Linked DNA regions of Zea mays: region 2 is linked to region 1. The links are chromatin contacts, called in public Hi-C maps. All regions are on one chromosome and are shown on one strand. Each heading gives the region's core, a stretch centred on a gene start, on an enhancer-like site or on the middle of the called end of the contact. The rest is flanking DNA. Distances are from core to core; before and after follow the strand shown.

The links. A called contact is a pair of places that touch in the nucleus more often than the background predicts.
Region 2: a contact with region 1 is called in a Hi-C map of ear, with 5 times the contacts expected there. The contact joins the promoter of LOC100275163 here to the promoter of LOC100275595 in region 1. A contact is called at or near these places in 12 of 25 Hi-C or Micro-C datasets (bundle sheath, ear, endosperm and 4 more).

What each region holds. Positions count from the first base shown.
Region 1 is chr6:14,800,240-14,805,822 of Zm-B73-REFERENCE-NAM-5.0, forward strand. LOC100275595 (putative AMP-dependent synthetase and ligase superfamily protein) reads right to left here and starts at 3,266. Exons shown (of 10, transcript NM_001149645.2): 1 at 2,937-3,266; 2 at 2,780-2,852; 3 at 2,490-2,664; 4 at 2,271-2,378; 5 at 2,071-2,168; 6 at 1,725-1,918; 7 at 1,482-1,615; 8 at 978-1,366; 9 at 646-860; 10 at 156-508. The coding sequence starts at 3,151. The coding sequence ends at 382. LOC542454 (60S acidic ribosomal protein P0) reads right to left here. Exons shown (of 4, transcript NM_001371630.1): 2 at 4,757-4,855; 3 at 4,282-4,674; 4 at 3,754-4,040. The coding sequence ends at 3,900.
Region 2 is chr6:15,094,729-15,100,311 of Zm-B73-REFERENCE-NAM-5.0, forward strand. It overlaps LOC100275163, which reads right to left and starts at 2,515. Exons shown (of 6, transcript NM_001149319.2): 1 at 1,931-2,515; 2 at 1,726-1,797; 3 at 1,549-1,601; 4 at 1,128-1,241; 5 at 703-1,023; 6 at 1-546. The coding sequence starts at 1,023. It overlaps LOC100192849, which reads right to left. Exons shown (of 5, transcript NM_001358589.1): 4 at 4,623-5,583; 5 at 3,346-4,191. The coding sequence ends at 3,556.

The DNA.
Region 1 (5,583 bases), core at 2,016-4,515:
ACCAGGGAGCACCGCCGCCTCACACCAGGTCGCGGACCATCCAGCCCCAGGCCGCGGACCGTCCGCGGCTGACCAGAGAGCACCGCCGCCGGTTCTTCTTGAGTGATTGGCGCTCTGAAAAGGCGTCAACAATTTTCAGTTCTCCAAGAATCGGATGCTCTGAATTTCATGGGACTTGCCATTGACTCGACTTCTTTTGTCAAGGTGAAGAAAAGTCATGGATGTTACAGGTTTCCAATAATCAAACGCTCTTTTTTTCGCATCTTAAACTCCAACCAGGTAAAAGCTAAAAGCACCTACAGACCAAAAAAAACAGAAGACTTCAATCGGAGTCGAACTGAACCAAGATTTGGTCCAAAAACAGATCATCGCCTCAAAAAGCTACAGGTTGCTGGGCAGTCGAATTGCTGCCAGGAGTTCCCTCTTCAGCTCCTCCCTTCTGATCTTCCCCGTCGTGGTCACCGGAAATGGCTGCCTCCACTGGTAATAAGACCTTGGCACCTTAAATCTGTTCAATAAAAAGAAAAGGATATGGTAAGAACCAAGAAACCTTTGCTGCTGCTCAAACAGACGCGCGTTCACCACACGCGCTAACATGTTTCTCATCAGAAGAGTACATCTGTACATGAGGAGAGTGGAGAACACCTGCTCAGTTCTTTCGTCCTGCAGTGGCCATGGAGGATCTGAGGAGACACCTCCTCGCCTCCGCCTCGGTGCTCGTGCTCAGCTCTCGCATCCACCCAGTTCCAGCCGTCCTTGACGCTGACACACGCAACGACTCTCTCCCCGAGACGGCTATCCGGCACGCCGACCACCACAGCTCTCGCCACTCCGGGGTGCTGGGACAGCACCGATTCAACCTGAACAACTCCAGGCGTTAGTTGTGAAACCAACATGTTCACATGTCTGCCATTGTTAGAGGATGGAAGAAGACATGTGGAGTCTGAACTCTGAAATGGTCATGGAACAACGAGTACCTCTTCCGGGTAAACATTTTCGCCTCCGGTCTTGATGCGGCCCTTGTGCCTTCCCAAGAGCCACAGATTACCCTCCTCGTCCACCCACCCAGTGTCTCCGGTGTCAAGCCATCCGTTCCTGTCACACTCGGATGAGTCCGCCTTGCCGTTTGCCCAGTAGCCAACCATGGTGTGCAAGCCTCTGGTCAAGACGTTCCCGGTCGGCGAAGAACCGGCGGTGGTGCCGTCGTCATCCATGCCGATCCGTATCTCAACGTGCGGCGCCGGTTTGCCGACGCAGACACCTCCGTGGTGGCCGCACGGTTGGGTCTCCGGCTCCGGCTCCGGCTCTTGAAGCTTTGGCGTGGTGAGGGCCATGAACGTCAGAGACGAGCAGGCCTCGGTCATCCCTGTTGCAGATTACAGAGCTACTGAAATCCAGTCGACGTGTTACTGTCTGCACACGACGAATGAATCCTCATGACACTGAAGAGCTAACTGGCAGAGAACGCCGTACGGCCGTACCGTAAGCTGAGAAAATAGCAGCCCGAGGAAAGGATTGCGAGGCTGCGTTTACGAGGTGGAGCGGCAGCCCGCCGCCGCCGTTCAGAATCTTGGTCACCGTCGTCCTCCCGCAGCCCGGCGCCATCTCCTCTTTCCTGGTCGAAGAAGACGGGAGAAACTCCGGTTAGGTGACTTGACTACCACTACCAGCGGCTGCGGCCTGCGGGGGCTCGTAGGGTTTCAGAGTGCTCTGGAGATCGCTACCGAGCGTAGGACAGCAGGTCAGCCATGATCGCGGGGACGGTGATGAAGCAGGTCACTCCGTGCTCCTGGATGGCGGCGAACGCCGACCTGGCGTCGAACTTCGGCGCCAGGACGTGGCAGCCTCCGGCCATCAGGACTGCCATGCACGACGAGACCCCTCCGATGTGGCACAGAGGCGCTGTGTGCAGGTAAACCTGCAGGGGCCGAAGAGTAGAGAGAGGGATGCGAAATTCTGGAAGTCATACAACTTTTGGTTCTCTTGAGTCCTGAACTGCGTAAAGAGTCGCTAACATGGCATGGAAACTGTATGCGATAGTGCTTGTTGGGGTCCTGAAACCGTACGTACATCGTCCTCGCCGTAGCCGACAATGGCGATCTTGGCGAGGGACTGGATGATCAAGGACGTGTGGCTTATCGCTACGCCCTTGGGCCGCCCCGTGGTTCCTGGTTGGATCAGAATCAGAGTACGTACCATCAGCTATACATCCTGTAGCCAAGTTTCTCGATTTCAATTCTATTCGTTCTGTAACAGCCTGGTTTTTTCACCGGATGTGAAGCATATTAGAGCAATGTCGTCTGGAGCCGACACGGGCTCCATCGCCGCCGCTGCCGTAGCTCCGCCGAGGCTCCCCGTGACGTCGGTAATGGGTACAGCTGAAACCAACATGTGTCCAAGACGAAAGCAAGCGTGTGTAAATTGCAAGTGCTAGGTGCGTGCAGAGTCTCTTGTAATGCCCACGCATGCAACGCAAGCAAGAACCTCACCACAACCTGCAGCAGCGCGGCCGGTCCTGCAAGGATCGCCCAGGAGGAGGTAGAGGCCGATGGATGGGAACCTGTCGCCCTCCATCAGCCGAAGCGCCCAGGAGCTGAACGCGCCGTCGAAGGCGAACGCCGTCGGCCGCACGAGCTCCACCGCCTGCGCCGCCTCCTCGAAGCTCTGCTTCAGAACAGGGGGAGACGACGACGAAACTTACTTGCACTCTTTGCCGGAGTGAGTGCTGTGTGCTGTAAGAACCGAGAAAAGGAGATGAAGTGGAGGAGCACGCACGCACCCAGCGGTAGTTGAGAGGGGCGATGATGGCTCCGGCGTAGGTGACGGCGAGGAACAGCTGCACGTACTCGACGCTGCGTTCATGTACAGCAATGGCTCAGCCCCCGATCGTTTCCGCGGCTAACGAATTCCATGCGCCTAGGTAAGCAGGCAGGTACCTGTTGAGGGCGACGGCGGCGACGACGTGGCCAGGGCGCACCCCGCGGTCGGCGAGGCCAGCGGCCAGGCTCCGCACGCCGTCGACGAACTCCGCGCCGGTGAGCCGTCGGCCGCCTGGGCCGGCAGCGACGGCGGCGGTGGCGCTGCCGCGGCAGGCGAGGATCCTGCCAAGGCACTGCGCAATGTGGCCCTGGCGGTGGCGCGGCGCTGCCATCGCCGGCTGGCGCCGTCGACCGAACTCTCTTTGCAAGGTTTGACGCGTGCGGCAAGGAGGGAGGGAGGAGGAAGATAGCACGCGGCCACGACGGGGGACGTTGCGTTGCGACCACAGATTGCAGTGCAGCTGACGATTGACGAGATAGTTAGGGAAGGCTGTGCTGACCGCTGACTACCACGGTACCACCTACTAATGGGTAGCCTGCTCCCATGTTTAAATAGTAAAAAAAGGCTAAAATTCAAATAGGAATTTGAACCAATCTCACACTCACACACAGATCACACACTAGTTGGGAAAAAAAGTGAGACGATGCTATTTATATTTGATTAAGCAGGTGCTGACTGTTGGCGGTTCTGCCTACAGACCCGACTTGCTGTGTGTGCAGCATATTTCTTCGAATTTCAAGTGCATCAATCATTTAGAATTTCGGACAATGTGATTTTAACTTGGGCCAAGCTTCTGGGCAACGTTAAGTTTCATGACACTTTCATCTTTCGCCGAAAGATGAAAGATGTGCTGAACTCTAGTTCGGAGACTAACCAATCTTTTACGCAAAAAAAATCCAAACGGATTTGTTAGGTAAACAGCATCAACCCGAGTGACACAACACAGGTACTTAAAATTTAAGGAGATATCATTGTCGATTACACACGATAATTTGTCTGCTAAAAAATATAGGAAACAGTACTTGTAGATGATAAAAAAAAAAGCCAAAACTTGCAGCAGTTTGACGAAAACAGCAGCTCTAGTCGTCGAAGAGGCTGAAGCCCATTTCCTCGTCCGACTCCTCTTCAGGCTCCGCAGCCTTCTCTTCTTCCTTGGGAGCAGCTGCAGCGCCAGAGTCCCCAGCAGCAACCGGGGCGGCAACAGCAAACTTGCTTGGGTCCTGCAAAACCAAACACAGAAATTAGAATACCTCAAAACACATGGTTCCAAGACATAAACTAGCTACATCGTGATCTGATGATACAGTACATATGATATGGACAAAGAAGCATAGGTATGCATGGTAGTTTAAATGCCAACAAGACACGTTCATAGATATGGACTGTAATCAAATTAAACCAGAATTATACAAGGCCTTGAGTTGCTTAACAACTACCATAGCCCGAGAAAACAAGTTTTACCTTGAGGTACTCCTTGATCTTGTCAGCATGTGGGTACGAGTAGTCTGTCTCGACAGCAACAGCAAGCACATTCTTGTACCCATTGATGAACATGTGGGGCACAGCAGCAAGGGTCGGGTACGAGATCGCCAGTGACAGGGAGGCAACCATGGAGACACCAGTGGCAAACTTCTCAATCAGGTCCTCCTCGGAAAGGTCAAGCACCTCAGGGCTGAACACGGACCCATCCTCGTAGACACTGGTGACCTGGAGGCCGTACGAGAAGGGGCGGATACCCAGCTTGGCGAGCAGGGCAGACTCGGACGAGCCCACCTTTTCACCCTTCTTGATCAGCTCCACAGGGGTGATAATTTCCACGGTACCCTTGTTAATCTTGGTGGGGATGTTAAGCACCTGGAACAAATGACAAATGAGAAAAGCGCCTTTGTGTGCTTGCATTTTAGCTGTATCACAGAGGTGTTGCTTCCAAGGTCACCTGGAAGAAAGAGGTCTGGGACGGATCCAGCCCAGTGTTGCCAGGGGGCACAACAACATCAACTGGAGCAACCAGACCAACACGAGCAGGAGCCCCCACCTGTAGCAAAAACACATCAAATTGTCATTATTATTAATAATGAATAATAGCTTGACATTGGTAGTGTATGTGTAACAGAAACAACAATGATAAACAACATCAAAAAGTGTTACAACACATATGCTTCCACATTATGGCTATCAACATAGGACAGATATGGTGCATGAAAAACTGACTTGTTATGCTATTATCAGAGATGTTTAATCATGAAACTAAGCCCAGACATTCTTAAAGCGATATATACATAGACGTGAATTTAAATTTAGTCTCACAAGTGCAATAAGCGATATCACAATACAGTAACAAACTTTTACAGCTAAGCTACCAACTGAATGTGAAACAATGCTATGAATATAGAATCCTCAATACATACAAAGAGCATGTTTGGGTGCATGAACTAATTGCTACCTATCTAAAAATAGACAAATTTAGCTCTGGTGCATCCAAACAGGGGAGCTAATTGGTAGGCTATTTCTTTTGCGAAGTCTTCAACTAGTTGCTAGAGTACTAGCTAGCTAACTATAGCTAAGTTTGGCTAATTTTTAGCACTAACTAGTAATTAGACATGTGTATACAAACATGGCCCTAACAAAACAATCTGCAAGTATTTAGTGCAGGACAATAGCATAACAGAACGACTATATCCAGGTCACGGACCCGAGTTGCACAGAGCTATATCCAGGCAACTCGATGTGAATTTAAATCTACTATACGTGACATCTCTCCAA
Region 2 (5,583 bases), core at 1,265-3,764, 290 kb after region 1:
CCAAGTCCACCGGAGCCATGCAACTCGGTTCTTCGGAGTGGTGATGCACCTAAATGCCGCGCGTCGGATCGGCGACCTAAACAGCTCAGTAGCTATGAAGAACAGCTCAGATCCCTGAGACACGCCGTCCTTTTCTACGAGCTGCAGCAACTCTACCACCTCTTCTTGCTCACGCCTGATGGCACTGCTGCTCTCGTTCCTGCTTCCGAGCATGCTCTCGGACACGCCTTCGGCATAGTACCCCGTGTTCTTAGGCTTCTTGGCTGGGCGGCTGCCGACCATGTGGATGTGGTGGTCCTGGCTTGACCATGGGGACGCACGGCCAGACCTGTAACACCCCAGGCTCTCCTCCGGACAAGCGGCATTGTCCCCTGACGCTCGAGCATGGTTCTCTTCCTCGCCTCCTCCGCCCCCGCCTGGTGTTCTGTCACCGGCGCCACCACCTACGGACGGCGAATTTGTGCCGTCTTTGGGGCCGAAAAGAACGGCGAGCGCGTCCTCGTGCGCGAGCGCCTTGCCACGGAAGTCTTCTGCTGCACTGGTCTCCTGCTAGCCAGCAACGGCGAATACGTAAGGTAAGAGGACCGACCATTCAGAATAAACCATTCTGCAATTTAATAACCACAGATGTCCAGCTAACGGTGGCACTGTTAAACTCACAGAAAGCAAGAACTGGCATTAAGCACAACGGGCTGTACTTACCGTGATCTGGTTGTCCCATCCGTCAGCATCCTGTGTAACAGTGCTCGAACTCTTGTCCCACCCGCCTCCTCCTCCAGGTCCAGCCTTGTCGTTCTGCAGTCTCCACAGGCTGTACATCCTCTTCAGGCCGTTGAACTTGTTCTGCAGCTGCTTGGTATCATAAGACCTGCGTGTCTCTTCCTTGAAGTTGCGGTACAGATTGTGCCACCCTATCTTGGTCAACCCCTTGCTGTTGTAGTTCTGCTTTTCCTTCTCGGCGATGCAGAGGTCCAGGAATATTCTTGTGGTGGTGTCGTCCCAGTGAGCACGGCATCGATCCATCTGCGCGTCACTTTTCCTTTTTACATGTCTTTCTGATTACAAGATCTATACGCCACACGTGCATCACCAACAACAGGATACAAGGAAAGTTAGCTAACACTTGCCTCGACGGGGTTGTGCCTCGCTGGAGTTGTATGCAGATCGTAGCCACAAACTTCAGGTGCAGAGCATGATGACGTCGAGGAGTAAGCCAGAGTTGTCACCCTCCAGTGGCGTATCTGAAAATTCACTAACCAGTCAGAATTATCAGGATATTTGTTTATCGCCTGAATTTCTAACTAATAATTGTATCATGTGCATGCCTAGAAAACTATGTGCATGATAGAACAGGTCATGCGCAAACACAAATTTCCAATCAGTAGGTGCCTGCACTATTCCATAGTTGTACTCGGGCTGGAACTGCACTTACATTTGAGTTGGCCTAAAATTGAACTCTAGGAGCAAAAAAAATGTTGCAAACAAAATGTTCTGCAGGAGTGCCATTTAGTTTGAAAGGAAGCTGCAATACATGGATCCAAAACTTACCTTGCAACAGCTATCTTCTAGAGCTGAATGCCGGTTATCGAAATTAACAGAAGCTGTTTTTTCAGGGACCAACCAAAAGATAGAAGTAGAATTAGTACATGCAGCAACATGAATACATATGTTCAAGGGAGCTGTTTGCAGCTATTGCTTGGATTAGGTTGACAACATAGGACCCACTTTGGGAGAGCTCCACTTCCTGATTCTTCAGCTCTACTCCTTGATTCTTTGATTGAGGATTCCATTGGATTCCTAGGAGGGAACAAGGTGGTAAGCTGATGATAATTTCTCTGCTGATCCCCACCACAATATAATAGGCAGCAGGGTGAAGAATGTTTTTTTAGCTCCTAGTGTAAATGAAGAAATGATTCTCTCCTGCCCCCACCTGAATCAGTTGGAATTTTGAACGTTTGGCTGGTTGAGAGTGATTATCTTCAAGCCAAACGCCCCCTAGGAATGTCCATTGCTTTTTGAAGTTGCATAAAAAACAGAGTGGATCATTGACTCATAATATGGAGGACGTTTCTATGTTAACATGAACTGATATGGAGGCATGTCCTAATATGTCAAGTTGAAAAATAAGTGTGACGCGTATATAAATTACAATGAAAATATATGACGCAGTAAAAGGTCTCATGCAGTCATGCTCACACATTGTCAACTCTTCTTATAAAGGAAGATCTGTCATGCTCACTGACGGCTCGATCTGCACAGATGAGTCAGTAGTGCGCGCGTGCGGGGACGCCGACGCCGACGCTGACGCCGCCAGGAATGCCTCCCGACGTCGATCGGGGACGGGTGAGGGAGGCGTCGCCAACTCGATTTAGCGCCTCCTAGCGCCAGTGACCTGGCCGGAGGGCGGAGACGCGAGCAGCGACTGGGCACCGAACCCTAGAACAGGCGAGTCCTCTCCAGACTCGAGGCCGCTGGAACGAGAAGGGAAAGTCCGGGTGCAGCCGATGGGCTGCACTGTTCTGGGCAGCTGTTTGGGCTGCAGCTGATGGGTTGTGCTTGTGCTGTGTAGCTGGCTAGCTGCAGCCCAACTGCCCAAATAGCAAGAAGCAGCTGTTTGGGCTGCAGCCTATGGGCTGTGCTGTACAGCTGCAGACCCAAACAGCCGCAAGAAACGAGCAGTCCACCACATGCTTGAAATATCATCTTGAAGAGAAGCCCTAAACAGAATCCTATTTTGAAATGTAGGACTAAAACATGCTCCAACAAAAGTCTTATCTTACAAAATTTCATCAATAATTATAGGCTTGGTCTCTCGAGTTCTAAATATATTGACTTATATACTGGAGCCCTATTCCCATTTTATATACTATTTCTAACATTTTATTTTCTAAATAACATAATATATTTTTTAATAATATGATATAGGGACTCATATCATACTTTTGGTTGGAGATATTCTAAGTATATCACACTTTCAGCGGTCCAATGAAATCACATTTGAATTCAAAATACTCCAAGTTTTTTTGGTACATAGATTTTGCCATATATCTTAGGCACAAGTGTTTTGTTTTGGTATATGATGACAAAATCGAGGTAAAAAGAAGTCAAAGCAATTTATACTGTGGTTTAGAGCAGGAGTCAAAGCGATTTATAGTTTAGAATGAAAGAACCAACAGAAATACAACGACAGACAAACAGGTAGTGCAGTTCAGTTATCCACCCAATTTGAGAAGAACAAGTGACAATACATTTATCAAAATCAATGCGGATCCCTTTCAAGTTTGAGGTTTGAGTTTGAGAGACGGTTTGGAACCCCAGTAATTCACAGGAACTCGGTAGGATTCTACTAGTAAATTCTTTTCCGATTCATGGACATGTACAACCACAACGGGGAAGCATGGTACAGCTGGAAGTCCAAGACACGCTGGTAACGCTATGCATTTTTCACTGAGCAAATGTCCAAGAAAAAAAAATGAGCATCACATCGATAGCGTCTCTCACTCACAGTCGTTGTTCATTCAGGGCCTATACTGTGTGCTTGTAGATATCTAAAAACTAACAGGCAGACAGGCTCGTCTTGTGCTTCCTGTGCTTCAGCTGCGGCCCGCCATCACCGGCGGCAGCGGCACCGCCCTTGACCACAGCCAACTTGTCATCGCTCCTGGTCGCCGCCGCTGCCTTCGACTTTGACGTCTCCGACTTTGACGATTCCGGAGCAGCCTCCTTGTCCTTGGTGCCGCAGACGTGGGGCTTTGCGGCGAGCGCGAACGGGAACCTGCTCTTGCCCGCGCTCCTGCTGCGGCCGAGCCGCTCGATGTCCTCCTTCATGGCAAAGCACTCCTTCTCCAGCTCCGACACGCGCTGCTTCATGCTGTCCATACCTTCCCGCAGCGTCTGGTTCTCCCTGGCGGCCAGGGGCCAGCCAGCGCCGCGGAGGTGCTCGCCCGAGACAGGCAGGCCGCCGAGCTGCCGCGAGAAGCCGCCGCCGCCGTCTAGGGGCTCTGAGATCATGAGGCATTCCGCGATGGAGCTCCGCAGCTGGAGCTGCTCGAAGAAGAGGACCTGCAGGATGACACGGAGCGGGAGGCGCTCGTTCTGCGCCGCGTGTGTGCAGGCCTCCAGGGACAGCTTCTGGCAGTCCATCACCCGGCAGAGCTCTTCCTTGTCCGATTCTGGCAGATATGGGTGCGCCTACCAAACGAAAACGAAGTGGACTGTGAGCAAATTAAACATGAAGGTGATGCATCTGCTAGCTGTTGCCAAACATCTGTTACATAAATAAATACAAGGTAAATTATGTCCTAGGTGCAACTAAAATGAAACAGCGGTTTCAGAATATGATTTGAATACAGACAGTATGGGGGTAAGCATCATCTTGATGCAACAAAATTCATAAGTTTCTTTCTAAACCTAATCTCTGGAACCATGAACAGTGGGAACAGTCACCCACCAATTCCTTTCCAATGCAATGATACTACCAATATTGAAGGATATGAAAGAACTGTAAAACACATATGCAGAAAAAAAAAACTTTATCTGTATTCTTGAGGAACTGGGAACTTTCACATACAAGGAAAGTGTTGTGTTCACATAAACAAAGAGCAGATATAACCAAGTGTTACCTTGAGATATATGTCAATAGCACGATAAAGCCCATCATCTATTGGACGAGCATAATCCGGTATAGCAGCAGCCAAAGACCGAAACTTTGGCAACTTCAAGTTCATGTCTGGTGCAACTTCAGCCAGATAGCCATCAATCAACTTAGCAACCATAGTTATTGGCATTAAGGATGGTGATGCTAACATTTGCCCATCTTCACCAATGCCAGGGGAGGCCCCACCAGTTTCTTGGTCCATTGACAAGAAATGGTCTACAATCCTCTGCACACACTCCACATCATACAGGGTTTCCACAGAATCAGAGACATTCGGTATCAAAAGGTCTTCCAAGCTGGCCTTGTCAAGCTGCATACCTATCCGTCTCTCCAAGTTCGACACACAGGAGGGGCTGGCTTTCAGGAAGATTGCCGTGCGCAGGAGGCCAAACAGCAGCTTGCATGATGTAACACCCCTTTGGAAAGGGAGTAGTCTATCGATCTCCTCGAGAAGATACTTCTGGTCATCTTCAGAAGGGATGGATGTTAAACTAGTCATAGAAAGACAGTTGCTAGCATCACCGATGCTTTTACGCCGATTCAAACCAGGCAAACGCCTTTTTGCATAATGGTTAAGGGATCCAACAATAACCCCCTGACTGATGCCCCGATACTCCATGGCTGAGATGAGCTTTTTGTATAACGGGAGGCTTAAACATGAGACATCATCATACCACCAATCCGGGCTGCTATTTCTGGGCCTTGCTCCCGTGCTAATACCATTCCACAAGAGACTCCCTCCAGGACTCTGCATGGGGCCTCCATAATGGGCTACTGGCCAGCCAAATAAATCAGGGTCACTGCATGATCTAGTCGCAATAGAGTCTACACACCTCTTTACAATCTGCAATCTTTCAGCAACATCAAGGACGTTGTCGCAAGTTTGAAGCGCCTTGACTGAATCCTTCCAGCTCTTGAGGACTGTT